Linked DNA regions of Xenopus laevis: region 1 is linked to region 2. A link is a contact called in public Hi-C data. All regions are on one chromosome and are shown on one strand. The core of a region is the stretch at or near the end of the contact, and the rest is flanking DNA. Distances in the headings are between cores, read along the strand shown. Region 1 holds the start of cox16.L (cytochrome c oxidase assembly protein COX16 homolog, mitochondrial). Region 2 holds the start of map3k9.L (mitogen-activated protein kinase kinase kinase 9).

The links. A called contact is a pair of places that touch in the nucleus more often than the background predicts.
Region 1: a contact with region 2 is called in a Hi-C map of the XL177 cell line, with 4 times the contacts expected there. The contact joins the promoter of cox16.L here to the promoter of map3k9.L in region 2. A contact is called at or near these places in 2 of 4 Hi-C or Micro-C datasets (the XL177 cell line and the XTC cell line).

What each region holds. Positions count from the first base shown.
Region 1 is chr8L:99,175,569-99,180,792 of Xenopus_laevis_v10.1, forward strand. It overlaps cox16.L (cytochrome c oxidase assembly protein COX16 homolog, mitochondrial), which reads left to right and starts at 2,762. Exons shown (of 3, transcript XM_018231100.2): 1 at 2,762-2,934. The coding sequence starts at 2,869.
Region 2 is chr8L:98,979,226-98,983,947 of Xenopus_laevis_v10.1, forward strand. map3k9.L (mitogen-activated protein kinase kinase kinase 9) reads left to right here and starts at 1,612. Exons shown (of 10, transcript XM_018231096.2): 1 at 1,612-2,696. The coding sequence starts at 2,195.

The DNA of each region.
Region 1 (5,224 bases), core at 1,512-4,011, 200 kb after region 2:
ACAATACGATTCACGTATTAAAAAAATAGCTTTTCCCTTACCTTACCCCCAGCTGAGAGGATAGGCATCATTTTATATGTGAAACAAATAAGAGTACAACATTACATTTCTTATAAAAAGCATTTTAAACTCCAGCCATCATTTAGCCCTACTGGGGCTAGTGAATTCAATTTTGAAATCCATTTGGCTTCACGTTGTAGCATCTTTTGCTTGAAATTACCACCACGACTTAATGGTTGTACTACCTTGAGAACTACACGGGCACTGTAGTTTTACATGTGGCATAGTCATTCAAGCTAAGTTTTTTCCTTTAGTGGGATGATTTATACGTGACCTTTTAATTATCGAAGCGCAACAAACACAATTCAAGCACGGAAAAGTACCCTTCTTCTGTACTCCCAGGAATCTCTGTTTTTTTTCTAAAGGTAATTCTGATGTAGTGAATGGAAACCCTTCACTACAAGTCTTTAATATGTTATTGGCAACCCTCTTGTGTAACTGATTGCCAAGTTATGTTTTCAAAGTACCCCCTATTTTCCCAGCAGTGCCATCTCTTAACTAAATACAGGAATGCTCCATCATTCACTTTTCTAACGTCACTAAGATGGCCGCTACAATTCTTCTGTGCATGCTTCAAAGTTTCCCCACTTGCTGGTCCTAGGGCATCATATATATTTGTGCGCTGTAAAGAAAATGCTCACCCCAAATCGGTGCTAATGCACATGCACCACTTTCTTATCACAGCTAGTATGTAAACTCCTAGTCTTGGTCTTAGTGCAGGAAAGGTGCATTCCGTTTTTTTTAAAAAATGTACTCTGTGATTTTTTTCTAGACTTCGGCATTTAAACAGACACAAAGCACAATAGAGGCATACCTGTCCACTGATTTAATATCTTTGTTAGACTTTCCTTGTCCTTTAACTAATGCCACTATTTTATTCTGTTCCCATTGATATTAAACTGAAGTTCCCCCTGGGTTATATACTAATAAAGGACAAAAATTATAAAGCATAAAACATAGTGTTCTTTTATACCCAATCTGTTAGACAGTGATAGCAAAGGTGACTGTTAAGATAAAGAAATGCCAAGAAAGGGTATCAGATCAAAAAGCAGCTAGTCACAAATGTGTCTTCCAAACAGATTTCATATCCACTGTATGAGTTGATATGACAAAGCTGAAGTATGTAATATACCTTGCTGTGTCTGGTAACAAACAACACTAGAAAGAAGGCTTGGTTTCAGCATGAATCAGTCCAAAGCATACATTTCCTCTGACAACTAATCCTGCAAGCAAGCAATTTTATTTGCATGATTTCCTAAATGGAATCCAGTCCTTTTAAAGACTTGGCATTCAGCAAAACATTGAAAACATAGATCCAAAGCATTCACAGCACACTGTATAGCCTCAATCAATAAGCCATTTCGGAGAAGTGAACCGAGACACCCTGGAAGAATGGTATGATGTTCATGGAGCTCCCTCTATTGATCGAAAGAGCGATTTGTTCAATGTTTTTGAAATACCTGTGCAGATTTATTACATCATTATTGTTCTAATACATGTTTATACTCAGGATGAACCGATCTATAATCTACCTGTCATATTTATATCATTATTTTTCTTGAGTTCAACTACTTCTTTTTCATCTATTACCTATCGGTTATCTTCATTTCATCTATATTTATGTTTTCATCTGTTTATCTTTATCATTTTAATTTTTAGCTTTTCCTCTATCATAATCATGTGTATTACATTTGAATACATCTCTTTTTTATCGTCTTTATTCATCTATCATTATTTTATCCTATTTTATCTTCTATTATCCTCGTTATCTTTATTAACCTATCATTGTGTTATTACAAGTAGAACCCCGAATTTACGTTTTTCAGGGGACCAGGGAAAAAAGATGTCAAATCCAGGAAGATGTAAAATAGGGGAAATGTATTAAATAGGGATGCACCGAATCGTGATTCGGCCAGGATTCGGACTTTTTCTGCAGGATTTGGCCGAATCCTTCTGCCCGGCCAAACCGAATCCAAATCCGAATTTGCATATGCAAATTAGGGGTGGTGAGGGAAATTGTGTGACTTTTTGTCACAAAACAAGAAAGTAAATATTTTTTCCCCTTCCCACCCCTAATCTGCATATGCAAATTAGGGTTCGGATTCGGTTCGGTATTTGGCCGAATCTTTCACAAAGGATTCGGGGGTTCGGCCGAATCCAAAATAGTGGATCCGGTGCATCCCTAGTATTAAAGACACTCGGGGGCACATTTACTTAGGGTCGAATATCGAGGGTTAATTAACCCTCATTATTCGACTGTCGAAGTTAAATCCTCGACTTCGAATATCGAAGTCGAAGGATTTAGCGCTATTCGTTCGATCAAAGGAATAATCGTTTGATCGAATGATTGAATCCTTCGAATCGAACGATTCGAAGGATTTTAATCCATCAATCGAACGATTTTCCTTCGATCAGAAATTGGGTAGGAAGCCTATGGGGACCTTCACTCGAGCTAAATAAATGTGCCCCTCAAATACAAACGTATGTCATTTTTTTTTATTTAAAACACATGTATTTTCTCCATATATCATCATCTCTCTCTATCTAACTATCTATCTCTCATCTTATAATCATAATTGTTGAATTGTATTTCAGATAGGAAAGCACACTGTCAGACGAACACTTTTGAAGGCGGAACCAACTCAGTCCGGAACTTTTGAGCGGGGACGTTGGTTTCCGCGGCGGCGATTCCGTAGGAGAAGTGTTGCTGCACTGTGATTCGCCGGTTATTTTCCGGAAGTTTTGTATTTTGTGTGTATGGTGTCGATCTTCCCCCAAGGTGATTTGTGATAAAAGTAAGAAGGTGACATGGCGAGCTCGATTTGGCGCAGCCTGAGAAAAAATAAAACGTTCCGGTACGGGGCGCCTATGCTGGTAAGTGTCACGTGGGACTCTGCTCTAAGCTCTGATGCGCAGGTAGAAGAGAGATAACTTTTACTTGCTCATTTCTGTGGGGATTTCAGGTACCTGACCAGTGTGAAGGTGAGAGCACTGGTATCTTTTGTGACTTTCCACCCTTTTTTTTATAAAAAGAGAAGTCGTCACTTTGGTATGACTGGACTGAGAGATATTCCCTGTATCTTTCAGCAAAACGAATAGGATTAAAAAAGGCGCGTGGGTGCCTAAAGGATAAGGGCAGGAATCATTGCTGGGGGTGGTCGGGAAATGTACTGACACGTGACCTGCCCCCTGTGATTATGATTGCTTATGCTAACCTGAGAGCCAGCCTAAAGCTGGCCACAGACACAAAGATCAGATCGTACGAATCAACGTAAGATCTGACTTTCCCATCTCCCTACCTGCCACTAACCATTCAGATCAAAGTCTTCCCATTCTGACCAAATAAATTAGTTAAAGAACAGATCAGCCCATGTTCTGCCCCTGACAGCAATCGTACGATAGACAAAGCTAGTGACGGTCTCGTACAGAAAATCGTACGATCGGCAATACACGCAGAGATATTATCCACAGCCGACAGAAATTTACTAACCTTTCCGATCGATCTCCGCCAGACGAAAAATGTCGGGATTCTCCACACACGTTCCGAAAATCGTAAGAATCCTTGATTCGTACGAGATCTTTGCGTCTATGGCCAGCTTAAGTTTGCTTTAACTTCTGATTTTACTCTACTGTGCTTGATAAAGGACCTGGAGCAGGTCAGAAACGTTGCAATTGTCACAGATCAAAAGGTGTCAGTGCAGGAGATAAAAGAGAAACTCAGTACATTTTAATAAAATGCTGGCACTGCGGGCTGAGCTGTCAAAATCAATACTGACCCGCAAAAAATAGGACAGTTAGGAGGTAAGAGTGAGGCATGCAGCATGGCCCTTTTTAGTGGACCCTGTGTGTACCAACAATGGGATCTAGAGTAGACCCAAATTTGATTGATATTAATGTATTCAAATTAACTGAGAACTGTTGCCATTTACAATCATATTTTTTTAAGTGGTTTCTGAGATATTACCGCAACTTTATTTTTTTTTAAGGGGCAGATTTACTAAGCTCGAGTGAATGGTTCGAATTGCAAAATGTTTTTGGGTACTTCGACCATCAAATAGGCTATATTCGACCATTCGACTTCAATTCGAAGTAAAAATCGTTCGACCATTCGATAATTGAAGTACTGTCTCTTTAAAAAAACCTTTGACTTCATTAAAGCTACCGAAGTGCAATGTTAGCCTATGGGGGACCTTCCAGAGCACTTTTCTAAGGTTTTTTTGGTCGAATAAAAATTCTTCGACCGATCGCTAAGAATCGCTTGAATCGAATACGGTAAAAATCCCTCAACTTCGATATTCGCAGTTGAGGGATTTCAATTCAAGGGTCGAATTTCAAAGTTTTTTTAACTTCGAAATTCGACCCTTAGTAAATCTGTCCCTAAGTGTCAGAGCCCCTAGGGTTAAACACAGATATAGCAGAATGATGACCCGAAGCCAAACAATACTTTAGAAACAACATATATGTGTAAGGTCCACTTATTGTGGAAAATGTAACTGTAATCACATAGTGTGAGCTCGCTGCTGCTGTTCCTAACCAATTAGTTTGGCCCCATCATTAGAAATGCTAATTGAATTTTATTTTTTATAGTTTTATAGTTATTTGCCATTTTCTTTTGACTCTTTGCAGCATCCAAATGGGCGTCGCTGACTCCCTTAAAAAACAAATGATCTGTAAGGCTACAAATGTATTGTTTTGAATTTGGATTAATTTTGGATTGTATTTAACAACTATCTTTGTCCCTGTTGAACAGAATCCCTAATATTCATTAAAGGCTGGTGTTAGAATTGATACAATTGTTGCTAATATTACAAAGTCGCTGCTGATATAAACTCATGAAGTCTAAAAATGTATCCAATTATAATAATTCAGAATCTGCTCCTGGATTAGTGAGCTGCCAAAATGAGACACCAGAGACACACACATTATTAGACTTTAAACTTTAGTTTTGGAAAAACGATAAAAGATAAAAAAAAAATGGAAAGCAATTGAAAAAAGTCTTCTGGTGAACAATCTAAAAACAATTAAACTGAAAAAAAGTGTTTGGAATGTGAACAACCCCTTTAAACATTGAGATTGCTTTGACTGCACAAGAACAAGACATTGAATCCAAAAGAAGGTGTAACATGTAAATCCCTGTATTATTAATACCCAATAAAAGCTAAAT
Region 2 (4,722 bases), core at 362-2,861:
GAGACAAAACTTTAACTAATCCTTATACACATACATGTTCATGGTCTGTTTGTTTAAAGGGTAACAAAACCCAAAATTTCTTGACAGACGTCACTATAAGTAGCACAAGTGGTGATTAAATTTAAATACGACACTATGTTGTTTTCTATTATTTCCCTTTTTAATTGTACTCCTTCTCCAGCATTAGTTTGCTGATCGTTATTGGATAATCTTCCTATCAGGTCAGCCTAGTTGCTGATTGGTTCCTATCCGACAGTGCAGTGTGTTGAGTGGTGCAAGCATCAGGAAGCAGGGATAACAGCATTTTTGCATTATTTTCAATAAATCGACCCAAAAGAACACTTTTTAAAGCACATTCCTTATTCATTTAAAAGAGTATAAAGTACTGGCACATCCTTATTTTTCACACAACGTCTCCTTTAATTTCCCTGGGCCCTAGTTTGCATTAAAGGGGAACTACACAAAAAAATAACTTAAGCTTTTTGAAAAGTAAACATAATTTTCAAGCAACTTTGCAATATACATCATTTAAAAAATATGCAGACTTTTCATGATATTTTTTAATGGTTTCTGACAGTTCCCTAAGCCCAGCCCCCTGCTCTCCTGCTGATCTCTCTGACTACTTTGCTGAGCTGTCTGACTACTGTTACTTTGTATCAACAGCCTGTATCCTCCAAACCAGGGGACACCAACTGCCAAGCCGTGGCCCAGAACCGGTCCAGCGGACAGTCCTGAAGTGGGCTGCAAAACAATTAACACGTGCCAAATTGGACGCCGGCCCCTCCTACCCCCTCCCTGACCCCCTTCCCGACCTCGGTCCTTGCAAAAAAGTTTGGCTATTCTTTGGTCCCCACAATTCCCTGCACATGTGATTTCAATAAGGAAAGGAACATCACAGTGCAATGCATTGTGGGTTATGTAGTTCCTGCATGCTGTCTGTAAGATGTGGAGAAGTTGTTACAATTTGTAACATAAATGTTTAGTCCCTCCTTCCCTGCCAGGATTTCAAATGTTGCAGAAAGAGAATAACTGTTTAAACAGCTGGATTTCAGCATAGAAAATGGCATTTATTTATTTATATACTTTTTGAAGAAACCGATAATGGTGATGGGTATATTAGGGTCTCTTTATCAAATCTTGGTTTGGAAGCCGGAGTTCCCCTTTAAAAAAAAAACAAAAAAAAAAAACTTTCCTTTTTCAGTCAAATTGGAAGGAAAAGTTCTGACGGCAGAAGTTACTGTTGACAAACACGAAAATGTCATTTTTCAGGTCCGTGCCACAATTCGGAGCTCTAAGCAGAAATTATAATGACTTCTGAGGAAATGTTGGAATCTGAGGAGGCAGCGGGCAGGCAACTAAAACAACAGAAAAGTCTTCTTTTTTTTTTCTCAAACAAAAGTAGGAGGTAGTGCGAGCAGTAATAAAACAGTTATTTATAAACACTGGGCAAATTTGCACCTGGGCAGTAACCCGTGGAAACCAATCAGATAATTGCTTTCAGTGTTCAACCTACAGCTGGCAGAAAAAAGCTAATCACTGATTGGTTGCTTTGGGATACTGAGCCTGACAGAGTGGAATAGACCGCTTCGGATTGACAGAAACTTAGTTTCTACTCGTCGCTCTTACGAGGCACCTAAGTGATGCGTCGCGGCGTTTACGTGTAGTCGTGACTCCGGTCTCGCGAGATGAGATTTGAAGCGTCGGGATTTTGTGAAAGAGTGGGTGGAGGGAGCTTGCAGTGAACAGCTATGCGGAAGGTGTAAGTGTCGAACCGGGACTGCGGGCTGTATCAAGAAAAGCCCGGGCACGGTGCATTTACGCGGATTAGAGGATGACGTTTGAACTCAGCCCCAGCCTGTCACATTCTCATACGGCTCTACCGGGACCGGGAAAACTGTGATAAAACTAGGTGTAGAGAAAAGATGCTGCTCTAGCAACCTCCCTCCTTCTGAAGTCTGCAGCTCACTGAATGCAGAGGGCCTGGTAATTGATTGGTACCTGGTTTTATTTGTGCCAATCCCAGCAGTGCAACCTCAGGCTTCTCAGCATCTTATGATAGCAGGCACCTTGCGTTGTACTAGTAATACACGTCTTGACTTCTTAAATATAATGACTTCTGATCCACTTTCACATTTATTAGTCTGTGCATGAGCACAAGGCTCTAAACCCTAATCCTCCCCTATGGATCATTTCAATGGAGCCCCTCAGATCTCTCCTCTCTTTGTCTGGCAGCAGCAAAACTACCTTTGGGGCAACTAGGGCTGGTGGAAATGCCTCAGCGTTACCTGTGCCGTTGGTTTCAGAGGAGGATGAAGAACAGGAGGAGAGAGGCAGTACACCGACTAGACAGGATTGTATGGAAGAAGAGGATGACGGCGGAGGAGGATCTGGTGAAGTTGCCATTGCAGAACAGCCTTCGTCCTCCTCCTCCGCAACTAACCCTTTGTACTGGACGGCTGTGTTTGACTATGAGGCATCTGCAGAGGATGAGCTGACCTTGCGTCTGGGTGACCTGGTCCAGGTTCTGTCCAAAGACTTCAGTGTGTCTGGCGATGAGGGATGGTGGACTGGAAAGATCCAAGATCGTGTGGGCATCTTTCCCAGTAACTATGTAACCAGGACACAGAGCTTCTCCAGCAAGCTACAGGGAAAGAGGGTGGAAGAGCTCCCCTGCTACCCAGCCTCAGCTTTGCAATGTAAGATAACACGGTGATGTGTTGGGGGGAAGGCATTTTACAAAGGGTTAAATGTTTTTAACATTTTCTAGAATAAAAGTTCATTTAGGTAATAATAGGCTAAAGCTCAACTTTTCTATAAAATTAATGAGCCTGCTGTGACACTAGTTTATGTGTAAATTGACCCACCACTACCGTGAAAATGCATATTACCAGCATATTTGGAAAGGATGCTTTTATTTGGCTTCCTTGTTTATAGGCCAGAAAGTGTAGTGCCACTTTGTCATAATGCAACTATAAATGTTACTGTTTATATTAAAGATGTTTTTTTTTTTATTTTTAAAAAGCATGAACTATTGTAGCCAAAGGCAGCTGATAGACTTTGAGCAGTGCTGATTCTGCTACATTATTCAAAGAGTTCAAACAAGAAAACCAAAGGGGATGCACACATACTGCCTTTACATTCAATAACATTAACAAATCGCTTTAAATCCACTAGAGCTTTGCGATTAACTTGCAATGAAAAATTTCTTAGGGTTATATTCTTTTCATTATTATGCAAAAAAAAAAACGTTTTGGGTGAAAAACGGCAGGCAGCTGTTATTTCATTTTCCTTTGTGGTATGTTGCACTGATATCTGAGCTATACACTATTCAAAAACATATTGCTTGGAAAAGCTGAGCAAGCATTGCACAACATTTTAGGGATAATTTGGCCATTGGAGGACTTGAGTCCGTAAAGAAGCATACTTCTTTAAAACAATCATAGCTGCTCCCAGTGATATTAAATACACGTATGCAGCTAAATAAAACTGCCTGTGCAGTTACGTAGTGCAGAATATTTTAGCGAATATTTAAAGGTAAATCACAGATAAATGAGCTAAATGTGCTGTTGTTATACACCGTGTATACAGGACCAGTGTACTGTAGTGTTTTATAGTTAACCATCATAAACATTAAACGAAAGATCTGTATTTTGCAAGCAGTCCTTCTATGCAGCCATCTAGTTCATTCGTTACCTTGGGGACTTATGGGTAGACTGCAACATGGCCAATGTACTGTAACATAATGGAGGAAGAGGCAAAAGGCCTCTCTGCATCCTCTAAAAAACACATTGTTCAGCATGATTACACACACAATTCCTTACCTCCGCTGGGCCTCTCCGCTTCAGCGACGGGGCCAGCACCAGGAAGTCTGACACAATACTTTATACTAGTAAAAAAACAACAATGGCAATCTAAGCAGGCTCCTGCCATTTGATTTTATTTTTTTGCTTAAAGCATCTACATTTAAAGGAGACCTACAGGATAAATAAAAAAAATCCCTAATTGTGTAGGCAGTAATGAATACTATATAATGCTGGTTTTTCTTTTGGCTCTCAATTAATATTATCTTCATAATAGCCCCTTTATTGGAGCTCCCCATAAATGGTCTCTGTCCCTGTTTCAAATGAAGGGTGGGTGTGTCCTAACTGTCCCTGCCAGAAGTACAGTAGGAGGGGGGCAGCCAATCACAGCCCTGCAGCAGTCACACAAGCAAAGACATACTTCAGTTCCCTATCAGTTCAGCCTAGCTGCTGATTGGTTCCTATCCTACAGTGTCTGCTGAGTGCCGCCGGCTCCCCTGCACAGCCAGAAAATACAGCGGGCAGGAAGTGGAACAGATGGGCGGGGTTAGTAGGGTTTTTGCAGACATTTTCAATAAAGTAACTAGAAGCACTACTTTTTAAAGCATATTCCTTCTATATCTAAAATAGTTCAATGCACTGGCATATTCTTGTTTTTACATAATATGTCTCCTTTAACATTTCTGTACAGCAGTGATTTTATTTGAATGATACCTTCTCTATACTGGATTATATTCTGAGAGAGTATCCTTCGGTGCTGCAATGGTCCGTATTATATCCCATTAGGCCAAAGTGATGCCCTATCGTACAGAATGCCTAGGTAGATAGTTACATGCAAGAAGGAAACTGATGGCGATCACAGTGTAGCAGATATTGACATTGTTAGTTTAAAATCTTTGTGGCTTATAAGATTTCCACAAAA